3 separate regions of the Zea mays genome follow, and all the other regions are linked to region 2. A link is a contact called in public Hi-C data. All regions are on one chromosome and are shown on one strand. The core of a region is the stretch at or near the end of the contact, and the rest is flanking DNA. Distances in the headings are between cores, read along the strand shown.

Region 1 (3,682 bases), core at 397-2,896, 380 kb after region 2:
TCGTTCCTTCCGGTACACGGTGGTAGCCGTGACATAAACACGGTTGTCACGATCTCGCAAGACTCTCGTCCCACTCGATACAATTACAACAGCTCACGCAAGAGCCGAGGGGTTGTGTGTTTTTTCTAAACTCACTCAACTAACTAGGATTCACCTAGAGCAAACGCTAATGCGGTCTAACTAATCCAAGCACTTCGCAAAGCACCTACGTTAATCACCGAGTGATTCTATTAAGCATTTGGGTGTATGAGCACTTGGAAATGTATACGATATGCCTTGGTATGTTGCTAGGGCTCTTACACCTTCAAATGGTCGGTTGGATGATGTATTTATTGGCCCCAACTCAATTATAGCCGTTGGAGGAAAACTGCAGCTTTCTGCGGCACACCAGACAGTCCTGTGGTAGGCACCGGACAGTCCGGTGTCCTGTCCGGTGCACCACTAGTCGTTGGATCTGTCAGTCGACCGTTGGCTGTCAGCCTTTGCACCTGACAGTCTGGGCCCTCCTCCACAGTGCCACTAGGAACTAGTCGTTGGACTAATATTCCCTGGTGCACCAGACAGTCTGGTGTCCTCGACCTGACAGTCCACCAGTGACAACACTTTTCTTCGTTTCTTAGACTTTGCTTGATACTTGTTGATCTTCATAATGTCTTCATTTGATGTGTTGCTTTCCTCAATGCCTTAGTCCAAGTCACTTTAGCATCCTGTAAACTACAATTATAAACGCTAGCAAACTTATTAGTTCACAGGTTATGTTGATCATCAAACACCAAAACCTTTTGAGCCAAATGGTCCGAGACCCATTTTCCTCACACCCAACTCTAGCGACAAATTCGACGAGTAATTTCTCACCGTCCGTTCATCTTCTAGGGCAGCCCACGATGTGGCCCCACTGTGGCCCATAGACTCGACTATTGGGCCTCCTCAGTCGAGTTGTCTTTCCCGCCACCGAGTCTTCATCAGCTATCCCCTTCTTGATCCTCACATCGGCTCGGCTCGGCTTGACTCGTTGACAGACCAAACTCGACTCGGCTTGGCTCATTCATTCAACGAGCTCAGGCTCGGCTTAGCTCGAAATTGCCTCGCGAGATGGATCTTGATAAATAATATTGTATTATATAGTAATTTAATAGTATTTAAATGTGAAAAATATAATCATCATTTAACATTTTAAGTAAAATTATCTATTATCCATCTTTATTATATAGTTTAATTAATCTGGGACAACTGCTTTTTTACAGCCCTACTCATGAGCTTCGTACGACAGTGTGAAGAAGAGCAGGCAGCTTTTTTAAGCAATTGTACGTACCCATCCATGGTCGACGGAACCGCATCTATATCCACGGCCAGCTCATGTCAGCGTCACCGAAGTTGTTTCCAAACAAACAGAACCGGAAAGCTGCACCAGAGAAAAGAACGAGCTAGAAGAAAAGATAGCAGCCAAGAAGTCTCACAAGATCACGCCCGAGACAGCGAGGAAACGGAAAAACGGAGGTGTGACTGTGTGTTGTGAGTGACCAGAGCGGCGAGGAGCGGGGGCGGAGAGAGGACAGACGGGGTGCAGTGCACGCGACGCACGCGGCACCCTCGGCTCGCCGTTCACAATAAAATCCAGCCACGCCTGCGCATCCCTCGTCCTCGTCTCTCTCACAGCTGCTTTCTTCCTTCCTGTTCCTGCTCGTCGCCTCTCGAAAGCCAGGAGGAGTCTCGCCTCCCCCTCCTCGCGCGCGTGGCAGCTATGGCGATGGACGACCTCGCGGGCGCCTCCTCCTCCTCCTCCATGGCGGCGGCCGCCTCCTCCGACCCCTCGCACGGCTGGCAGACGGTGTCGTATCCCAAGCGCAACCGCAAGCAGGCGCAGCCGCCCCGCACCACGGCGCCCGATCTGGCGCTGCAGTCCAACGGCAAGCCTGGCGGCGTCTTCGACGCCGTCGAGAAGCGCTCCCAGGAGCGCCACCGCGCGCTGCAGCAGCAGCTCGCCTCCAGGGCGGCCGACCTCGACGACGCGCGGATCGCCGTTGCCACGGGCGCCGCCTACTCCGACGACGACGACTCCGACGAGGCCGCTGCCCCGCGCCAGGAGGGAGAGGTCAAGAAGCCTAAGAAGCCCAAGGTGAAGAAGCCGAAGGTGACGGTCGCCGAGGCCGCCGTCCTGATCGACGCCGAGAACCTCGCAGCGCACCTCTTCGAGATCTCGGTAAGGCCGCGTCAAACCTCTCCTCCCCGTCGAATTCCTGTTAAAAAAATGAGATCTTGTGATGATGGTCCGGATCAAGGTTTTGTCTTTTTACGGATCGGATCTGGGTAGGGTTTAGCGACGGATCTCGCTGGAATTGATGAAATTCCGACGAAATGCTAGGACGTACCGGGTTTCGGATCAAGTTGAACCAAAATTCTATCCAATATAGTACTGTTGCCTTGCCTGAAAGTCGGATCTTAGGATGTAAAGATGGATCTCGGGGAGCTCTGGGCTTTGGTATTAGGATTAGCCTGCAAAAGGTTGGTACACTTTCTGTTGTGTATGTATATTCTGATTATTTGTTCTGTGCAGGCATCGTACGAGAATCAACAGGACATTCAGCTCATGAGGTTTGCTGATTACTTTGGCCGGGCATTTGCAGCTGTGAGCGCATCTCAATTTCCATGGGCAAAGATGTTCAAAGAATCAACAGTGTCCAAGATGGTTGATGTGAGTTATCATATCACTAGATATTGTTCTGGAATCTATTTATGCATGTCATCATTTTTTTTCAGACTGCTTAGATGCAATTGCTGTCTGTAGGAGGTCTATTTTTTTAATGTTACTCTACTGTGCTGTAGCGCACGTAGTGATGCATTTGGTATTTATGTTTCACTCCAAAATTAGGAAAATCCATGCATTAAGGTCTTTGGTTTTTTATGCATGCGAAACTTTTTTCCAGATTGTGCTTAGTTGCAATTGCTGTTGATTGGAGGTTTATGTTTTAATGTTATGTTATTGTGCTGTAGCCGCACGTAGTGATGTATTTGGTATTTATGTTTCACACTAAAATTTGGAGAATCCGTGCAATAACGTCTCTGGTTTATATGCATGTGATCATTTTTTTCAGCTCATGCTTAGACGCAATTGCTGTTGATTGGAGGTTTATGTTTTAATGTTATGTTATTGTGCTGTAGCTGCACGTAGTGATGTATTTGGTATTTATGTTTCGCGCCAAAATTTGGAGAATCCGTGCAATAACGTCCCTGGTTTATATGCATGTGATCATTTTTTTCAGCTCATGCTTAGACGCAATTGCTGCCTGTTGGATGTTTATGTTTTAATGTTACGTTACTGTGCTGTAGCTGCACGTAGTGATGCATTTGGTATTTATGTTTCGCGCCAAAATTTGGAGAATCTGTGCAATAACGTCTCTGGTTTATATGCACGTGATCAATTTTTTTCAGCTCATGCTTAGACGCAATTGCTGCCTGTTGGAGGTTTATGTTTTCATGTTACGTTACTGTGCTTTAGCCGCACGTAGTGATGTATTTGTGTTTTTATGTTTCGCGCTAAAATTTGGAATATCTATGCATTAACGTCTCCGGTTTGGGAAACCGTTATGACACATTTGTCGTATCTTAACAAACTCAGATAACCAACTGAGGAAAGTGATTGAGGCCACCCTATTATTACAGTAACATGCATGTTCCCTGCATG
Region 2 (3,636 bases), core at 548-3,047:
ATAGCACCCCAACCTCATTCATTCTCGTTATTCCAGATGAACAATGAGACATATATCTTGAAGAATATGCTTGAGTTATGAAGGATAAAGACTTTGACAGATGTCATCGTCAGGGGGAGCGAATGCTTATATTGATCACAACCGTGAGACAATAAATGTCATATTCTATGCCCTGAAGGCGTGAGCTTGATGATCAATATGTGAACCTTTATAAAACTTTCTATCAAATATATAGATCTAGTCGATCGAACACCATCAGTCAAAGTGGCTTATTTATATTGATACGTGCACTTACCTCGTATATCCTAGAAGTGAGTAGAGGTAAAGTTCCTGAAATAGTCCTTGCAAGGATATGCAATCCGTTTGCTGAATCTTTATGTGCATATACTTCCAGAAGAATATGTTTTGCCTTATTGATACGATTTTGCAAGGATCAGGGGAGCACATTTCTAAAGTTAGCCCTTGTAGAAGATTCGATAGAATCTAGATCCCAAAGGATCGAAATCTGTCCCGATGACAGTTGTTGTACTCTTTTTTCCCTTGGTGAGTTTTCTTGAAGTTTCTCACATGAGGTTTTTAACGAGGCAACAAAATGCAAATGCAATTTGTATCACCATGCACTCTTTCTCCATATTTTTCCCACTGGGTTTTTCGGAGTTTTAACGAGGCATGTGTTGGTCGCGGTATTCGCCCAAGGGGGAGTGTTAAGTAACCCTAGTTAGGGTTATGTGGGCAAATACCTGCTTTGCCCCTGAGGGGTCTCACATCTCTATATAAGGAACATGTACACCCCTCATAATACATAGAATAGAAAGATGCCAGAGGCCCAACCCTACATCATGTGTCTTGTGTGCTCTCTGTCGTGCTTATGGGAAGGGAGACGGGTACTCTACAGCTTCTTACGCCTCTACTGCTGACGGGAGGGAAGGGAGCGGATCTGGTGATCCGTGGTGACGTAGTTCTCAACAGTCCCATCTCTCCGCATCAGCTCCCACTTCGGGTGTGCCGCGTCGGCCACTCCAACGTGTACCGCTCTACCGCCGTGTCGTCTTGTCAGTGTCCCCGTGCCCGCACCGCATGCAGACATGGCCTGCTACTGCTAGGCCGGAGTCTGCGACCTGACCGCGCGCCGCCGGCTGATGGAGGAGTGAGCTGACCTGACCCAAGCCCTGTCGTGACTCGACAAATTTTAAAGACTGTGCAACAAAGGTGACTCGACGGGCGCTAACGCACAAGTTTTTAAAAGCGAGGCATGCATGCACCAAATCTTTCAAGCCGTCACGACCCCCAACCGCGCCACTTCCCCCTGCCCAGCCTCTCACATCCGCGCTCGATCTCTCGGATAAAAGAAGAGAATCTATATAGTGCAAACTAACCCCTCCGTGTAAATATATATAGTGCAAACTTCTAATTTAAATCACATGATTCTGATAAGGGGGCGTGCGGGGGTGTGAGAGGGGAGATTTAAAAAAATGTGATTAGCAGTGGATAGTTACGTGTAAAATTATCAAGCCCCTGTAGCGATTAATATCATGTGACCTAAATTAGAAGTTTTATAATTGCACGGAGGAGTTGGTTTATACCAGATATGTTCAACACAAGGGTCGTGTGGAAAGCAACAACGGACGAGGCGACGTACGCGCGCGCGGCCGGCGCGCACCTCGCCGTCCCAGCCACCTGCCGTTGTGCATGCGCTCTCAATCTCTGATCTAGTCATCTGATCTGTGCGGGAGTGTGGCCGCCACCACCACGACCACCACCATAACTGCTCATCTATATATAAAACACCCCCACCACACCGTTCTCCCCCACTGTCCTGCCGCCGTCCGATCCTGTGGTTGCGCCGACTCTCTGGCCGCGCTAGTCCCCATTCCTTCATCCGACGAATCTACCCTCGATCGGATCCTCTGGCCGGCGGCATGGGCGACGACGACGACCACAATGAGGGGCTGAGGGCGGGGCCGACGGCGTCGTGGCGGCTCAACGTCAGCGACTTCCACATGCCGGAGCGGCCCAAGGAGCCGCCCTTCGTCGCCAGGGTCTTCCTCCGCAGCCACGGTACGTACGGGCACCTCCGTCCAACTCGATCCGAGATCCTGCAGAAGTGCAGATCAATCGTGTCTCTTGTTTTTTTTTCCTTTCCATTTGCTATACACATGCAACTCCGCTGCGGGTTTTGTGGTAACTGATACGACCTGATTGGCGGCGGAAACTGCTAAGAGTACTACTAGGCACGATTTTTTTTTTGCCTCTTTTTAGTGATCTTAGATTATATAGTTAACTCCAAGATAATACCACCCGAACGAAAAAGATCGCCATGGCAAACCAACCACGATGATATAACAGCAACAAACAAAAGCGGTGCTTAGTGGAGTCCCATGTGGACCCTATAATTGTATGGACCTTTTAATCATCTTTTTTTTTCGTCCTCTGCATGGCGCTGCTGCATGCTGCTTGCACACACTTATTGCAAAGTACCGAAGTGGCGATAGTTACATACTTCTAGTGTATTCAAATTGCTGTCACGAAGGCAATGGCCCGTATTGGTTTCCTCGAGCTAGCACATTTTCTGGTGAAAAAAAAACTAGCTAGCGTTTTGGTAGAAAACACGTGAATTACGAAGAACTTTGATGCTGTAATGAATGGCGTAACAGTGCACATCATACAGTAATTACAACTTAGAAAATACAGAACTGAAGTATAGAACAAAACATAGCTTCTAAAAAGAGAAAAATCAAGAAATACCAGTGCTATAATTAATGATCGAAACAAGTGCATATCATACTTTCATATTGAACTCGATCAGAAACTCATGAATTGCAGTACGTAGTATAGATCAAAACATAATTATCAAACAGACAAAAGCAAAAGAACATTGATGCTAATGAAATAATTGCAGATTGTACCATATCCGTGACTATCAGCTATAAAAAATAACCCCAACAAACATCGTTCTGCTACAGTATTAAGTGCAAGCAAAACCCTACAGTTTCAACTCACACTATATATCGTATGCATTGCAACATCGCGCGCGGCGCAGCAAATTGTAAGTATTAAATAGAAATGTAGTTGCAAAATAATAATAAAAAATAGTTCGATAGCAACCTCCATGCATGCATGTTTGCACGAATTCTGTCTCGAGAAAGTAGTCTTAATCAGAGTAGAGTAAGACTTAGAGTGAAGCGTAGTTAAAAAAAAACAGTCCAGTAACTGCATGTGCTTACGTACCCTAGTTCGTTCGTTGTTCCAGACTGGAAGGCGTTTCGGTTGAAGCCTAGCTAGTCTCGGTCTTGTCGTGGACACGGTCGAGGGCATCTATGCGGGAACGTTCCTTTTGAGCTTGACGACAATCACAAGGCGACGTCGTCGCTTGGACAAGTCCAATCGCGCTACTGCCACTCTGTTGGCATAAATAAATATATACAAACGAACGACAACAACTGTTTTGGCCTTCGTTTCAAACGAAGGAAGAAGAAGAAAGTTTTTGGCCTGCTCTGCCTGTGATGATCCACGTACGTACGTAGTACACAGCACGCCCTCTGATGATTCACGTTTCGTGCTGGTAAAAGATGCTAGGAGTCAAGGACTGATCCGTATAAAATACTGAAAGCTTTCATGCAGCTGGACTATTCAGCC
Region 3 (3,605 bases), core at 295-2,794, 420 kb before region 2:
TCTCCAAGCACAGGAGACAACTAAGAGACTATATTGTACAATGGAGTGTCTATAAACGTAGTTTATTAATAAATACAGAATTAAATGTATTTATATAGCATCAGATCGATAGAACAGACGACAAATTTGTATAGTGGGAAGTGAGGCGTCTGTTGTTACTTGGTTTACGAGCCAGAGGCGTCTCTTCACGGAGAGACGGCTCTAAGATTTTTTTGCAAATAACCCCCTAAAACACCTTAAGAGCTCCCACATTAAATACCACTGTACATGCCCTTAACTTAATCTCGTTCCCAGGCAAATGTAAAACAGTTTCCTGCTCATGGTCAACCGTAGCAGCCAGAATTATTCTTCCCCGTCTAAAAGGTTGCGAAAATTCGCGGACTCTTCCAATTCCAATTTGGAGTGCTGGATCCTTGCAAGTATTTTTTCCAGATAACAATTCATGAAAACATTATTTTTTTCCTCTCAGTATAATCGCCCACCTCCATCTGTTTTTTGAAAACTTGTCGGCATCTGTCTTTTGCTTCACTGTTTATTATTTTTATTTTAATAGCTTTATGTATGTACTCGCTTCCTCTTATTTTCTTTTTCTATTAAGCGAGAGGTAGATTCCGAGGGCAAACAAAAAAAAGGGAGGCCATTTCCAGAACCTTCCGCCTATCTGAAATCTTATCTTCCCAAGTTTTGCACGGCTCTGTTTTAACCCTCCTAAGAAACTTTACATTCAGGTTAGCCAAAAGGTAAAAATAAAAACGAGAAAAAAAGATAGGGGCTAATCCCCTGGGTGCGGCCGCACGCACGGGGGACGCGTCATCAGACGGCGGGCATGGACTCGTGGCGCAGCGCCGCGAGATCCGACGGCGCGCACGCGTCGTCGCCGAACGCGAACAGGCCGGCGCCGAAGACGTCGTCGTCCCACGCGGCGGCGGCGGCGGCCGCGGCGGCAGCCTCGGGCGAGTAGCCACCGAAGCCTCCGTCGATCTCGTCGTCGAAGCCCCAGATCTGGCCGTAGAGCGCGGCGGCGGGCTCCGGCGGGCCGGCGAGGCCGGCCTCCTCCGAAGAGGCGGCGGCGGCGGATCCCGCCGGCGGCAGCCCCAGCTCGTCGTCCGAGGCCTCGAGCAGGAACCCCAGCTCCGGCTGCTGCGACGGCGCCGCCTCCGCGGCCTCGTCGAAGCTGGCTATCTCCTCCTCCAGGCTCCGCATGACGGACGCCAGGTCGCCGGCGGCCGCCGCTTCGGTGTCGTCGTCGAGCATGTCGAGCAGGTCCTGCGGCCGCAGCCTCTTGGCGTCGGCCTCCGGCCACACGGCCTCTCCGGCGGCGGCGGCGAGGTCGACCGCCTCCCGCGCCCGCTTGTGAGAAGAGGTCTCCATGGAATAAGTTGGAGGAAAGGAAGCGACTCTCTCTCTTTTCTTTCTTTTCTTGCTCCTCCTTCCTCTCGCTGTGTATAGTACACGACGTAGCAAGCAAGCCAAGGCAGGCAGCTAGCTAGGCCAGGCGAGACGAGCGCGTTAACGCGAGGGCAAAGACGGAAGAGTACAAAAAGCGAGGTGTTGTGCGCAGCGTCGCCGAGTTCGGGGCCACCTTATATAGCGTTGCACGCGGTGGGCGGCTCTGCGGACGACGTTTCTCGCAGGGGGGTTTCCGGAAAAAAGTTTGCTCGGGCGGTTTTGGTTTGGTCGCCAGTGCGGTGGTGCATCGAGGTCTATAGTTATCAGCTCAGGTACCTCCCGGAGCTGGCGGGCGGGCGGTGTAGTTTGAGAGTTTCGTCGGGTGCCAGAGGTATTGTCCACACGCTCCCGTGGCGGCCCGTTGATGCGAATAACCAGAGCAGGCACCATACCATGGACGACCGCTCGAGTAGTCGAGTCTCGTGTTCCAGGCTTCCAGCCAGCACTCTCGCCCCGCTGGCGTCAGACCTCAGAAGTGCATTTTTGTTCGGTTGCCTATTTTCTCTCGCCTGCTTTTGTGCCTTTGCTGGTAGGTGACGGCAGTGCTTGTTGAGTATAATTCTTCAAACCTGAACGTGTGGCTGCGTATAGATTCAATTGAATACAGACCGGCCCAAGTTGCAGTTATATTTCCGTTACCTATGAGTGATTTCTGATATTTTGAAACCTTGTAAGGCCTTGTTCGTTTCTATCGGATTGGTGGGTCGGAACGATTCCTGACCGGATTGGTTCTCTAATTTATATAAACTTTGATTAGCTGGAATTATTCCGGGTGCAATCCGATGGAAACGAACAAGGCCTAAATGAATTTAAAAAATGGCATGGACGGGGATGTGTGCGTGTCTGGCTGCCTGCCTGCGTGAGGCTTGCCATCCCATCTGGAAGTGCGTGGGCGTGGCCGCGTCTCCGTCCGCGCGCGCCTGCCTGCCTGCTTTTATTTGTCCACGCCCTGGACTGGATGGGTGGATTGGGGCGTGTGTGGTGGTTGAACGGCGACGGCCTGCAGCGGTCCAGTCAGTCTCCCCCCTTCGATATTTCTGGCACTGCTTTTTTTTAAAACCTTTGAAAAGCCACCTGTGTGTCTGGCTGGCTGTACTGGTCAGTGGCGATCTTTATCCCGGGCGGCGGGTCTCTTTTTAGTCAGGCCGACGAGTTGGACCCAGCTATATTTTTTAAAAAAAAGGTTTATTCTCTCCCATCTGGAAAAAGATTTCGAGGGCGTGCCTGCTCGGTGCGGACAATAATAACTGGGTGAAAAGATGTTGGTTCTGAACCTCACAGAATTTCATTATTAATTTCATTTTCTTTTTTTTGTCGCCGCATGCACTGCTACGCATATAGCACTACTCAATAACAAAATTTATAAACTAAAGAATTATATAGCTACTACTAAGGGGAAAAGTGCATATCGGTTCCATTCCTGTAAATTCTGCATTTGGGAAGGGCTGTGCCTTGAGATTCGACGCGCGCCGTACGCAATGAATGACCGCAGTTCCGGGGACCGGGAGCCAAGCCAACCCGACCCGGTCGACCCGAATGTACGGTGCGCCCAACCACCCTTTTTATTTATTTAGGGACAAAGGCCACGCTCCGAAGCAAAGCAGGCACACCAAGCATGTGACCCAACCGTCCCGAGCATCTGCGAGGCCCGGCTTCTCCCGGGGTGCGCGGCGCAAAACGGGGTGGGCCACACGAATTGACCCGGCTAGGGGCACTTTTGCGAATACATCTAAGTAACCGGGAGAGGCGCGGGATAACGAATCGTGGCGGGGGGGTCTTTACGCAAAAGGCGCGGGAGCGTCGAGATCGGGATTCTGGGGCCAACAGTCACGGGCGCGTTGCCTTTTTTTTCTCTCTCCATTTCCCACCCCAGTTTCCTGATTTAAATTCGATTCCTGGGTTCCGCTATCAGCTGCGGTTCAAGTCCGGCGCCTGCGCGATTCGCGTCCGCGACCGGAGCCGACAGCGATTTGCCTTTTGCTCGGCTTGAGCCGGCGAACCGTCAGCGGCTCGCCTTCGGATCTGGGTAGCCCGCTCTCGGTGTGTGTTTGCGTTGGGGCTACTGTACTTGCTTGGCCCCGGTCCACGTTTAGCCAATTAGCCGGCAGTAGTTTCATATTGTTCCGGTTTTACCGTTGCTGCGTTGGGGTTCCTGT

Evidence for each region. A called contact is a pair of places that touch in the nucleus more often than the background predicts.
Region 1: a Hi-C map of leaf shows a contact between it and region 2, with 7 times the contacts expected there. The contact joins the promoter of LOC100382048 here to the promoter of LOC100284569 in region 2. A contact is called at or near these places in 2 of 25 Hi-C or Micro-C datasets (ear and leaf).
Region 3: a Hi-C map of bundle sheath shows a contact between it and region 2, with 5 times the contacts expected there. The contact joins the promoter of LOC100278084 here to the promoter of LOC100284569 in region 2. A contact is called at or near these places in 3 of 25 Hi-C or Micro-C datasets (bundle sheath, ear and leaf).

Annotation. Positions count from the first base shown.
Region 1 is chr3:23,430,614-23,434,295 of Zm-B73-REFERENCE-NAM-5.0, forward strand. It overlaps LOC100382048, which reads left to right and starts at 1,647. Exons shown (of 10, transcript NM_001394902.1): 1 at 1,647-2,200; 2 at 2,555-2,692. The coding sequence starts at 1,742.
Region 2 is chr3:23,047,625-23,051,260 of Zm-B73-REFERENCE-NAM-5.0, forward strand. It overlaps LOC100284569 (metal tolerance protein C3), which reads left to right and starts at 1,798. Exons shown (of 6, transcript NM_001157464.1): 1 at 1,798-2,058. The coding sequence starts at 1,920.
Region 3 is chr3:22,627,519-22,631,123 of Zm-B73-REFERENCE-NAM-5.0, forward strand. It overlaps LOC100278084, which reads right to left and starts at 1,545. Exons shown (of 1, transcript NM_001151477.2): 1 at 673-1,545. The coding sequence starts at 1,371. The coding sequence ends at 814.